Regions from separate parts of the Ovis aries genome. Here region 2 is linked to region 1. The links are chromatin contacts, called in public Hi-C maps. All regions are on one chromosome and are shown on one strand. Each heading gives the region's core, a stretch centred on a gene start, on an enhancer-like site or on the middle of the called end of the contact. The rest is flanking DNA. Distances are from core to core; before and after follow the strand shown.

The links. A called contact is a pair of places that touch in the nucleus more often than the background predicts.
Region 2: a Hi-C map of muscle shows a contact between it and region 1, with 5 times the contacts expected there. The contact joins two enhancer-like sites. A contact is called at or near these places in 9 of 16 Hi-C or Micro-C datasets (blood, liver, mixed tissues and 4 more).

Annotation. Positions count from the first base shown.
Region 1 is chr2:25,927,844-25,934,419 of ARS-UI_Ramb_v3.0, reverse strand. No RefSeq gene overlaps it. Among named protein-coding and RNA genes, the nearest start is that of TRNAG-CCC, 6.2 kb to the left of the region's middle. Within about 2 kb of position 3,134, at least 5 of the 54 cell types and tissues checked have an H3K27ac peak or open chromatin away from gene starts, as enhancers often do.
Region 2 is chr2:26,745,881-26,752,456 of ARS-UI_Ramb_v3.0, reverse strand. No RefSeq gene overlaps it. Among named protein-coding and RNA genes, the nearest start is that of TRNAS-GGA, 7.4 kb to the right of the region's middle. Within about 2 kb of position 2,411, at least 1 of the 54 cell types and tissues checked has an H3K27ac peak or open chromatin away from gene starts, as enhancers often do.

The DNA.
Region 1 (6,576 bases), core at 1,885-4,384:
TCCCGTGCTGTGTCCACAGTCTGTTCTCTATGTCTGAGTCCCTATTCCTGCCCTGCAAATAGGTTCATCAGTACCACTTTTCTAAATTCCATATATATATGAAATATATGATACTAGTTTAATATAAGAACATATATCGTTAATATACGATACTTGTTTTTCTCTTTCTGACTTACTTCACTCTGTACAACATGCTCTAGGTTCATCCACTTAGTTCTATGCATTTTAAATGTGCTTTCTGGATCTCTGAAAGGGGGCTATTATCTACACAGGTTTCTATAAGAATTCAACCACAGACTCTATTCTGCTCAGCAGGATGCAGCCTGTAAATCCTGATATGAGCAGATGGTGGAGGCTGTGAGGGTTATGAGGAGGTGACAGGTTGTAGCTGGAAGATAGGACAAGTGGGTCCTGACTCTAATGCACAGCAGAGTTAATCCAGTCTGCTAGATCAATAGCATGTGGAGCTGGAAAGTCGCTGTTGGCTAAAAAGGTCTGACCCTGGGTTGAGGGGCTGAATAAGAGGTGAGGGGATGGATCTTAGTTGATCGTTCTCTCTGTGGTTGGAAAGAGAAGGTGCACAGAGAAATCTCCAGGTCCAGTCATTTATAAACAGAGACAAGTCTATATTGATAATGGGGATTCCGGTGGGAGTGGGTGATGCAGGTCTGGTAGCAGCTACACCGTAGAAGCAGGCTCTGCACTGGGGCTGAGGCCTGGAGACTCACTCTGGACCATCCAAGGGTGCCAAGTCCAAGTCTGGCCCTGGGTTTTAGCAGTACCTCCAAGGCACAAAGAACTCTCCAGCCTTGGGGTCCACGTGTGAACAGAGAGGCCTTTGGCCCTTGATCCTGGAAAGTCTGGACAAACGAAGACCATGCAGCGGCTGCCCTTGCTCTTATGAGTCCAGTTTTGGCATCTGGTCCCAGAGTTGCCGCCTGGGTGCTGAGGATCTCTTGGACTCCTTGTGTAAGGCCAGGCTCTGTAGATGCCTGGGAGGCAAAGTTTAGGGAGATTTCCCCCCACTGCTGCCAAAGAATTCATGCTTTAGAACTGTGGTGCTAGAGAAGACCCTTGAGAGCCTCTGGGACAGCAAGGAGATCAAACTAGTCTATCCTAAAGAGATCAACTCTGAATATTCATTAGAAGGATTGATGCTGAAGCTGAAGCTCTAATACTTTACCCGCCTGATGTGAAGCGCCAACTCATTAGAAAAGACTCTGATTCTGGGAAAGACTGAAGGCAAGAGGAGAAGAGGATGAGATGGTTGGATGTCATCATCGACTCAATGGACATGAGTGTGAGCAAACTGTGAGATAATGAAGGACAGGAAGGCCTGGAGTGCTGCAGTCCACAGGGTCACAAAAAGTTGAACATGACTTACTGCCTGAACAACAAGTCCCCACTGCCCTCAAAGCCTGCCCTTCTTTCTCTAATCCATTCCTCATCCAGCACATAAGTTCTAACTCTAGCCTCACCCTCTCATGCTGCAGAAAGATATGATAAGGCGTGATGCACAGGTTGGAGCTTATTTCTTGAGCTGAATCTCCCCATGTGGGGACCAGGACTTTGCCTGGAGGTGCTATGGTGGGAGGGCTTGGACTCAGCTCCCAAGTGGGTCACTTGAAATTCTTCATGGTGGTGTGCCCAAGTGCAGGGGAAACTGGACCACAAAGCACATTTGTTTAGGGTCTAAATCCCTGCCCTCTGTGTGAATGTTATCCGCAGATCAGGAGTCAGTTAACTAGAAGGAAGTAAGAGAAAATGTAGAAACACCAACCTAGAAGGGTGATCTGTCACTCTTGACATTTCTCAGATATTTGGGGGTGTGTCAAGGAGGCAGCTCATCCTTGGCTTTGCTCCATGTCTGGGAATCAGGAAACGATATTTCAGCCCTGCAGTGGGATTTCCTCCACTTGCTGACGATCGGTGACCTGGGTGGAATAGAAAGAGCTCCGAGTAAGTATTTATGAACTCCACAGGCTCTAACCACACCCATCTTGGGGACTTAGTTGCTCCCCTTGTAAAACAGGGTGGGTTAGACCTGGGGACCCTTTGTGTTACCCCCTTAGAACCTGCATCCAAACCATGCTGACTACATAGCAAATACATTGTTTATAGATTTCTTTTAATCAAAGGCTTGGACTATACAAGCCTGAATTAAGCAATCTGAGTATTTCTGAAGTCTGAGTGGCCTTCTCCAGGAATATGTGGTGAGTCCTTTAGTTCCCAAAATTCTAGACTGGGGAAGAACAGGCGTGAATGAGGGACCCTTCCACCTCAACCATTCAGCTTCCCACCTCAAAATGAGCTCATCTCAAGGTCAGGCCAGCAGGAATGAACGCGAGCCAGGCAGATCTTTACAAGAGGACTTAAAGAAGCCTTTCAAATTCCCTCTACTGGTCAATATCTAATGGCAGATTAGAAATTGCTTCCCTGAATAGAGTAGCCAGCTGCTAACCACTTACATTTGAAGTAAATCACTCACTACATCTTTTTACCAGCCAAAATGTGGTTTCCAATACTGCAACCTGTCGTTGACTTTCAGGCTTTTGTGGAAATACTGCTGCTAAGTCACTTCAGTCGTGTCCGACTCTGTGCAACCCCACAGACGGCAGCCCACCAGGCTCCCCCATCCCTGGGATTCTCCAGGCAAAAACACTGGAGTGGGTTGCCATTTCCTTCTCCAATGCATGAAAGTGAAAAGTGAAAGTGAAGTTGCTCAGTCGTGCCCGACTCAGCGACCCCATGGACTGCAGCCTACCAGGCTCCTCCATCCATGGGATTTTCCAGGCAAGAGTACTGGAGTGGGGTGCCATTGCCTTCTCCGTTGTGGAAATAGGCGGAACCTAAATCACTGCCTCTGGGGCTTCCCAGGTGGCGCTAGTGGTAAAGAACCCAGTAGGCCTAAAAGAGGAGGGTTCGATCCCTGGGTCAGGCAGATCCCCTGGCGGAGGGCACGGCAACCCACTTCAGTATTCTTGCCTGGAGAATTCCATGGACAGAGGAGCCTGGCAGGCTGCAGTCCACAGCGTCGCAAAGAGTCAAGACAGGACTGGAGTCACTTCGCCAGCAGGCTTGCAAATTGCTGCCTCCAAGACTGGTGAACTCTCCTAGGTGTTGCGCTGCCACCTAGTGGCCGCTGGGGGAGCGGCCCCGCTGGGTGTTTGTCCTGCAGCCAAGGGCGCCCCGGTCAGCCATGCTCCTGGGAGGGAGCCAGGGAGCCTGCTGCCTTTCTGCCATGGTCTGGTCAGACTGCCTATGTTGACTCGATGGGATGGTCATCCCTCCCATCTTTGTCTTTCCCTTCTTTTCCTCACTTCCCATCTCTTCAAAGGGGTTCAATCCAATGAAATAACCCCCCACTTCCCCCCGCCCCACCCCCTGCAGCACATGGCAAGGTTTTTGCTTGGAGAGGAGGCTTCTAAGTCTCAGAAATTACCCTGGATTTGGCCCTAGCACAGGCTGACTGAGCCCCAGCAGGTTAGGACTGCACCATTAGATTCAGGAGGACCGGACCCCTAATCTTCCGTTTCAGGAAGATGGCTCACTTGGGGATCTTTGTTCTGCCCTGGCACCCCTAGTTCACTAGGTCATTGTAAGAGGGTGCCCAGCAGCCCAGAACGACCTCACCAGGTTGTCACGTGGTGGCTTCAGAGCAGCTAACACTTGTGGGTGCCTCCCTGAACATGAACTGCACAGAGATGCTACCCCATTCCTGGGTGGCCCCGGGGCTGGCGCCTGTGGGCTTCTCAGATGGCTTGAGAAACAGTCCACAGACAGGCTTGTGGACCAAGGGGTGGTGGACTCTGGGTGGGGGGAACCCTGGGTCGCACACCCGGTTCCCTTCCTGCTTCCTGCCCTGATCAGACTTCCCATCACCTCCTCCCCAAGAAGCCCTCTGTACAGGTGGGATGATTATCACTGATTTAGCAGCTAAAGCTGCACCAGGGAGGAGGTGGCTTTCTCCAGGCACCTGTGAGAGACGCAGAGGGAACTGGGGCCTGGTCCAATTTCACAATTTCCTTGAGCTCTTTCACTTGGGAGGGGGCTGGAGAGCAGAGGGGCTCCACCCTGAGGCCCTACAGTTCTGGTTTAGAATGATGACCTTGGGGTTGTGATGACTAAGGCTCTGTGGGGTCATAGGGCAAAGCCAGAACACAGTGGCTGGACTGGGCACAATCCCTCCTCAGATCTGGCTGAACAAACCCACACAGAGAGGCCCTGATGAGAGCCAGGAAGCCGCAGCTTGTGGGGACATGGCCCTGGGCAGACCTGCCTGTCTACCCTGTCACTGTTCCCTTGTCCGGGTGGGTGAGGGTCTTGGGAAACCCCTTTCAGTACCTTTACCTGCCTGCTGCCCACCTGCGCGGCCCATGCCCAGCACCAGGTAAACACAGCAGCTGTTTGACACCAACTATCAATGCCTGGGCACTTTCTCCAGGTGAGCCTGACCTCCCCCAGCTCCCAGCAATTCTGTGTCTCCCTGTGGCTGGCTCTGTCTGTGAAAAGCTTTTGGGGCCGTATGGGATGGGCCAGACATAGGGGAGCAGGGGGGAAGGAATCCTGGATTCTAGCAGAGCCCCCTTTTGTCCAGGTGACTTCTGACATCTTGTCTCCCCACCACCACCACTGCCATGCCCACTGTCTGACTGGCCAGAATTGGGGTGAATGCTGGGGGCAGATAAAGGATCTGTGGCCGTGAACGTGGGTCTCTAGGCTGTTAAACACAGCTGTTCAGAGATCATAGTGGAGTACCTCAGATGGTTCCCATTTCTCTGCCTGACCTGGAGGCAGGGGGGCCTAGGTTGGGGGTAGCAGTTCCTAGCCAGGCTATTGGAGGCATGGACCCATAGTAAAAGTATTTCTTTATGCAAATATAATCATGTCTGAAACAAAGTGTTAGTTGTTCAGTTGTGCCCAACTCTTTGCTACCCCCATGGGCTCTGGCCTGCCAGGCTCCTCTGTCCATGGGATTCTCCAGGCAAGAATACTGGAGTGGGGTGCTGTGCCCTCCTCCAAGGGATCTTCCTGACCCTGGGATCAAACCTGGGTCTCCCACATTGCAGGCAGATTCTTTACCATCTGAGCCACGAGTCAGCTGAATCACAGATTCTCTGAGTGAGAATATTCCTCTAAGGTCAGCATTTCTGAGCCCATGGGCCTTGAAGGGACACAGAAGCAGACACGCGGGTACACAGCGATGGCACCTGCCTTCTCAAAGGACTCTCAGGACTCTCAGGACCCTGCACTTTTGCTGCTACCTGCCCACAGATGTCCTCAGCTACACAGCACTGTGTTCTGACCCTGTGCTGGTCTGGGTGCTGGGACCCAGGGTGATTGGTACCCGGTGGATTGGTACTGCCCTCCTGCCTGTGACCCTGACCCCGACCCCTGCAGACTTGTGGACTCTGTGGGGACAGAGTCCGGTCTCCTCTGGCTCAGGGATCAGGAACCTGCCTGGTGCTGCAGGGAGCAGGAGGGGTCAGGCCAAGCACCCTCACTGAGAAAGTGGTGGAGTCCTGGAGACAGTCGGGCCACAGCTGTCAGCATCTGAAGTGCAATGTCCTCTGACTCCCAGCAGTTCACATGCCCACAGCTCCCGGGGGCACTGGGTTATTTGGAAAGAGCCTGGCAGCAGGTGATCCTCTGAGAAGCTGACTCTAAGGAAACGTCAGGGCAAGCGTTTATCAGCTAGAGCATGGGTTCCACATGAGGAGTAGAGAGAGGCAGGGCCACAGCCGCCTTCCCATGGGGCTCGTGTGGCCCAGCAGAGCTGTCCCAGGAGGGCCAAACGCCGGACCTGCACAGACCTGGACAGCCCACCTGGACAAGGTGATGTCCCTCGTCCCTCAGGATGTCCGCCTGTGCCAGGAAGCTTCGTGGGTCTTAAACTACCCTCTGGCTGAAATGGGGCCCCTGGGAACTCAAGATATGCCTCCAGGCCCTGGGCTTCCCTCTGGGATAGCTTCAGGCTCAGTCCTGGGAGCTCCTCCCTGTGGCTCCACTTGTGACCAGAGAGGGGGTCACTGTATAGCTGAAAATGGTCAGGATGGGCCTTGTTCTCTGCCCCACCCACCCCAGCACAAGGAGGCGATGACTTGGGGTCCTGGCACCCCAGGACCTCAATGACTTGCTCATGTAACCTTGTGTTCTAATGAAGTGAAAGTGAACACGTCAGTCGCTCAGTCGTGTCCGACTCTCTGCGACCCCACGGACTATAGCTTGCCAGGCTCCTCTGTCCATGGAATTCTCCAGGCAAGAATACTGGGATGGGTTGCCATTTCCTTCTCCAGGGGGTCTTTCCAATCCAGGGATCGAAGCTGGGTCTCCCGCATTGTGGGCAGATTCTTTACTGTCTGAGCCACCAGGGAATTGAAAGTTACACATTTTGACCCCAGGGCATGAGACTGTGCTCTCCCTTCTGGACCTTCTCAGTGTATCCATACTTATCTGTTCTTACAAGTGGTTCCCAGGCTGCACCGGATTCAGGCCCCACAGAACTAGAAGTGCTTCTGCTCCGACCACCCCGCCCCAAACACCCTGGGAGCCTGTTCCTCCCAGAGACCACACATC
Region 2 (6,576 bases), core at 1,162-3,661, 820 kb before region 1:
TATGTGATTGGCTGCCTCGCCATCCCCCACAGGGCTCTTGCTGAGCTACACATCTGTCTGCTCTCCCGCTTTTCTCAGGGTCCACTTTTGTTTGCCTCTCCAGTCTGGTCTATTCTGATATCCTTCCGCTTTCCTCTTCCCCATAGTGATTATCTTCTCACAATATCTATGCCCGTGGATGGAAACGGGGGCGGGGAACAGAGTTTCACCAAAAGCCCCTCACCTCTTGACTTGAAGTGCTGCCAAGTAATAAAGCTGTCACTCACAAGGCTCTGTGGCCAGGGGTCTCGGTCAAGGTCTGTATGAATTCAAATGCACATAAATTGAACCAAACCTAGGATAAATGCCATGGAATTAAAGTATAGAAATTTTCAAGGTGGCCTCCACACATCAAGGGAGAATCTCTGTATTAGTTTTCATTCTGGTTAAAAAGTATATATAGATATAAAAAGTCTATATTGACACTAGACACGGGGTGCTTATTGATTACTGGCATTCCTTCAGAGGTTAACTCCTCAGTGACTTATGTTGCTAAAAGGCAGATGATCGTCCAAACACAGCCAGGAGTGTCCACTCTGCTCCTCGGGCAGGGATCCTCAGCCCGCTCAGTCCTTCCCACAGGAAGGTGAAGTGATTTGTCTAAGGTCAACAAGATTGATTAAAAATAAAAATAGATGGAGGTCACTGTGAATGCAAAATGTGCTCAGTCGCTTCAGTTGTGTCCGACTCTGCGACCCCATGAACTGTAACTTGCCAGGCTTCTCTGTCCATGGGATTCTCCAGGCAAGAATGCTGGAGTGGGTTGCCATGCCTTCCTCCAGAAGATCTTCCCAACCCAAGAACTGAACCTGCACCTCCTGCGTCTGCCATATTGTGGGCAGATTCTTTACCGCTGAGCCACTGTGGGATTTAAGGCGAAAGAACTCAGAGAGATGTGGGGATTCGTGAAAAAGTCAGGAAAGCCACAGATGTTTACACACCAAGCATGGCAGATAAATACTCAGAGCAACAAATTCCAGGAATAAATAGCCATTGTGGGAAAAGTAAATGTATCTTTTAGAACCTAAAAGAGTAAGTCAAAAACATAAGCAAACACAAGGCACCTTAGGAACACAATCCCAACTTGAGCTAACAGACTTGAAAATTTGTTCCTTATGCGGGGTGTAATCTTAGGGCACATTCCAATGATCAGTCAATGTAATTCACAACAAAGTTAACCTGAATACAGTTCCCAAAGTAGAGACCGACAGACTCTATTCTCTGACAATCTGATCACCATCTCAGAAAACTGAAGATGGCCATCTTCTTCTGATATCACAGACATTAAGAACACAGACATTAAGAACTGACTTCCTTCATTTCTTCCCTGGTGAGAAAATCAGACTCATGGAGACCTGGAATCCCACCATCCACACATCACTGATGTGTCCTGCGGGTAGAATGCCCATACCTGCCTTGTCCGTTGGCACCACCATTTCACTGTTTATAGGCATTTCCACAACATGGAAGGAATTCAGAATAGGAGTCTAGGTTAGAAATATATATTTGGTAGCCAGTAACACTTAGATGCACCCCAAGCTATGACACTGGAGATGTCATTAAAGGAGTGAGTGTAGATCAAAAACGCAAGAGGCTGATGTGTTGGTTAAGGGTCCCAGAGAGGAGGAGGATTGTTGGGAAAGGGGGGGAAGGGTTAGATGCAAGACTTTTTACTGAAGCCCACCCAGTCTTCCCAGTTTCCCACGTGGTTCAGTGGGTAAAGAATCTGCCTGCAACGCAGGAGACATAGGAGACTTGGGTTAGATCCCTGGGTTGGGAAGGTCCTCTGGAGAAGGGATGGCAACCCGTTCCAGTATTCTTGCCTGGAGAATCCCCATGGACAGAGGAGCCTGGTGGGCTACAGTCCATAGGGTCAAAGAGGCGAATGCGCCTGAGTGCCTGAGCACGCACAAGCATGCACACACCAGATCTCTCACTGCATGCAGTCCAGGAGCTGCTGCCAGAGGAGGTCTCCAGGGATGCGTGGGTGGAGAGGCAGAACAAACTGGAAGGAGTAAAGGGCCACGGGTGTGATTAATTAATCCTTTAAAAAGGACTGTTGATGGAAACAAGCTGTATGCTACTCTGATTTTTTTCTTTTAATAATCTATTTTTTCTTTCTGTGTGCTCCTAAGATTTTTTTTTGTTCTAATTTACCAATTTCCTCGGGCTAGAGCCACATGGATTGGTTTGCTATAGCTGCCAACACAAGGAACCACAGTCTGGGCTGGTTTTCACCAAGAATTCATTTCCTCACAGTTCTGGAGGCTGGAAGTCTGAGATGGTGATGGGGACAGGGTTGGTTCATTCTGAGGGATGCGAGGGAAGGGTGTGTTCCAGGCCTGCCTCCTTGGCTTGTAGGTGGCCACCTTCCCACTGTGTGTTCACACCGTCTTCCTGCTATTCATGTCTGTATCTGTGTCCGTATATTCCTATTTTGCGAGGACACAAGTCATACTGGCCCACCCTACTCCCTATGACCTCGTCTTAACTAATTAGAAAAGCAGCAAATCTGTTTCCAAGTAAAGTCACATTCTGAGGTCCTTGGAGACAGGACTTTAACATACAAACTTGGAGGGGGACCCAATTTAGCCCATAACATTGAGCACGTGCCTTCTACAAAGTAGGGCACATGGCAGAGTACTAATATCGCTTAAGACAAGTCGGTCCTGCCAGTTGCTGGTCTGACTCTTCATTCGGATGAGAGGATTCTTTCCCGTTTGCTGCAATAGCTCTTCTTCACATGTCCTGTTTCTTGTCGAATTATTTTCTCGTCACACGTTCCGTCTCCTTGGTCGCATCCTCCAAGTCTCCTCTTTCTCCTCATGATTTCCCTCTTTGTATTTTTGCTTTATGTTCTGAGATAATCATTCCACTTGGTCTTTTATGGAAGATCTGAACAAATACATGAACACTCATGTATTGGATTTTGAAAATCATGTCTTTACAAATTCATTTCATGCTTTTGGTGAAGCTCCTTGAGAATTCTTACTAGTGCGTGGATAACATTCTCACCCGACTCTTCCAGTTCTGTCTTCCCAAGTGGGAGGCACCAGTTTGATGTGTCTGCTGCCTTGGTTTCTTCTCTCTGGTGACTGAGACCTTGGCAGTGAGTATCTTCTTTCTTCCCTCTTCTATGCTTCGTGACTCCATCTCATTGGCCATTAGGAAAAGCTGCAAGAAACTCTTAAGCAACAGCAAACCTGTGTGAGGTAAAAGGCAAACAAGTTTCTGGTCTCTCTGAGTGGCAGTCAACCAACTCTCATGCAGAGGGACAAACCACTGAGCTCTCCTATCTTCCCAGGGGAAAGAGTAACTCTGTCCCCAAAACAGAGACAGGATCAATGTGGGTCTCCAGGCAACTGCCCAGCTGGATGGGCACCCCACAGAGATCCTCTGAAACTAGGCAGCTTCTAAGAAGTGACCTCTCCCACAGTGGTTTCTGGGTCCCTGCTGGCTGATCAGTCAAGGGATGGTGGATGCTTGGTCTCTGCTCTAGTTCTCAAGGCAAGGCAAAGACGCCTCTGCTCTTGGTTTTCAGCAACCATCCCACTTTGTATTTGTATTTGTATTTCCTTGTGGAGACCCTGCTCCAACCCGTGGCTTCAGGTTCTACTAACTCTTTGTTCTTTTATGTCCACTGTACAGGCAATTAGGAGGAAGAGGTCAGATAAGCACAACCTGCCAGCTTCCTATCACCCTGCTACCACGCTTTAGGGAAAAATTGTTGACAGTCTCCCTGGCATCCATTACCCACCTCTCCTTCCCACTATCCCAGAGCATCAGTGGTTCTAGAAGGGGAAATCCATGTGGTTCTAGAGAAGCTGGCTCCACCGTTGGATTTAGGAGTGGAGTGAGTGACCTGGGTTAAGCAGTCACAGTGGGATTAGCCCAGGAATGGACAAATATTTCAAACTACACCAACCAGCTTTCCAGAAATCCTGGCAAGGATTCTCCTCTCACCCTTCCCAATGAATGTGATCAAAAATATGTGGAGCCCCAGGAACTGTTGGCAAGAATTTTGAGATCATGATGGAAGCCATTTTAGGTTGAATCAGCAGCATGAAAACAGAGCGGAAAGCTCCAAAGACACAAGTTCTTGATGGCATTATCAAGCTCAGATCCATATTTTAATGTCCAGACTCATATATTCTCTACTAATGAAGTGCCGCCTCCGTAACACACATGTGTGTGTAACATGTATGGGTAACATGTATATGTGCGGACAACATCTGAAGAAGTGTCTAGAGTACTGTCTTCCCTGTCATGCATAAAACAGAGGAATGCCATCTTTTTGTTGTGTTAATACCTCTGCGTTGCTTGTAAGGCCACACGACCAGTGCTCTTTTCCCTCGCTCCTGATAGAGACCTCAAAAGGAATTCAGACCCTCAGGGGGTTACAGTCCTAGGCAATCCATCAGCAGATATTTAATTCCTAAGAAGCTTACTTTTATCTACAAAATGAGTCTGTTTTTAACACATAAGGCAGGGTAATGCAATCTTAAGGAATTGTGTCATGGATACTGTCATTTATCTTTTATTCTTTCAGAACTCCCCAGCATTTCTTAACTTTGTTACGAAATGCAGCGTCGCAAACTTCTTAATTGGTGCGCAAGGTACCCAGTCTTCAGCACTGACCTGGGGGAATCACTGTGATCAGGTAGATGAGACATCTTGAATTCGTTCTAGCTTTATTTTCTGAAATAAGGTGTATTTAATGGCGTGCTGCAATTCATGGGGTCACAAAGAGTCGGACACGACTGAGCGACTGAACTGAACTGAAGAAATACTTACCATTTTTCCTTTTTTTAAGCTTGGAAATGAGATATGATGACCACGGTGACAGACAGGTCTAGGTTCTCGCATCTTCTCCCCATACCCCACCCCCACCATGATCCCATTCATCGGTGTATTCATCTCTGTATTGGAGAGGGCAATAGCGACCCACTCCAGTACTCTTGCCTGGAAAATCCCATGGGTGGAGGAGCCTGATGATACTCTCCACCTGGGGGTAGGCAGGACCTCAGGCTTAGCTGCAACTGATCCAGTCCGGCCAAAGTGGTGAGCTGCTGCTCTGCGATGAGGTACATCGTTCAAGACCCTGTTGCTTGAAGACTTGCTCTAATCTCTCTCGCCATTGCTGGCCTTGAAGAAGTGATCTGCTGTGAGTCCTACAACTTCAAGGAAGCTTCCCCAAGCAAGCATCTGATGAGAATTCATCGCTGGTCACTATCCTAACTACAGCCTGTGATTCTAGGCAAAGACTCAACTCAGAGTGCCTGGGCTCTTAACCCAGAAAACACTGTGAAAGATAAATGTGTGTTGTCTTCAACCACCATATGGTATGTTTTGTAATGTAAGAAAGTAATGCATCAACTTACAGATTCTGTCTGAAAGTCGCTTCTCTGGCTGATGCATAAGTTGGTTGGAATATTCCAACCAATTTCATTGAGTTTGTATTTCTTCAGATAAGAGGTATGAGAATGTTTATAGTAACACTCTCTCAGCTTAGAAGTGGTTCTAAAATATATAGCATTTCTACTTTTCCTGCCTGCTTTCTACATGCTCTCAAAGTCAGAACAGTTGAGCCGAGCCAAGCCAACAGCTGGAGAAGGGAGGGGCCAGGTCTTTCCAGATTATTGCTGTGTCCCCAGCTTCCAGTGAGGGTCTGTCATACGACAGGCTCAATACATATTTGTTGAATAAATGAATAACAAATGAATAAATGTTTGTTATCATATTCTTCTTGCTGTTACCTCACTCTCTGTCTTGGGCTCTGTGGTAAGCATTTTATCTATGTCATCTCCCTGAATCATTAAAACAGCCTTGTTAGGCAAGGTGTGTCATTTGTGTTTTACAAGTGGGGAAGCTGAGGTTCTGAGAATTTAGTGATTGCCCAAGATCAGCGGAAGACTGAAAGGCAGTGCTGGGGACAGGTTTTCTCTACTGGAAACATATTTTTAAATGCACACACACAAAGTCAATCCTAAAGGAAATCAATCCTGAACACTCACTAGAAAGACTGATGCTGAAGCTAAAGCTCTAATACTTTGGCCATCTGATGCAAAAACCAACTTTTTGGAAAAGACCCTGATGCTGGGAGAGATTGAAGGCAGGAGGAGAAGGGGATGACAGAAAACAAGATGGTTGGATGGCATCACCAACTCAATGAACATGAGTTTGAGCAGACTCCAGGAAATGGTAATGGACAGGGAAGCCTGGCATGCTGCAGTCCATGGGGTCACAAAGAGTCAGACATGATTGAATGAATGAACAATAACAAATACACACACACCCTATCTATTTATCATCTATGTAAATTTTTAGTAAAACAACTGAAGTTTTCTTTTATCTATACTAATCACTTCCCTCTACAGGAATTTCCAGCAAATTTGGAAAACTCAGCAGTGGCCACAGGACTGGAAAAGGTCAGTTTTCATTCCAATCCCAAAGAAAGGCAGTGCCAAAGAATGCTCAAACTACCGCACAATTGCAATCATCTCACATGCTAGTAAAGTAATGCTCTAAATTCTCCAA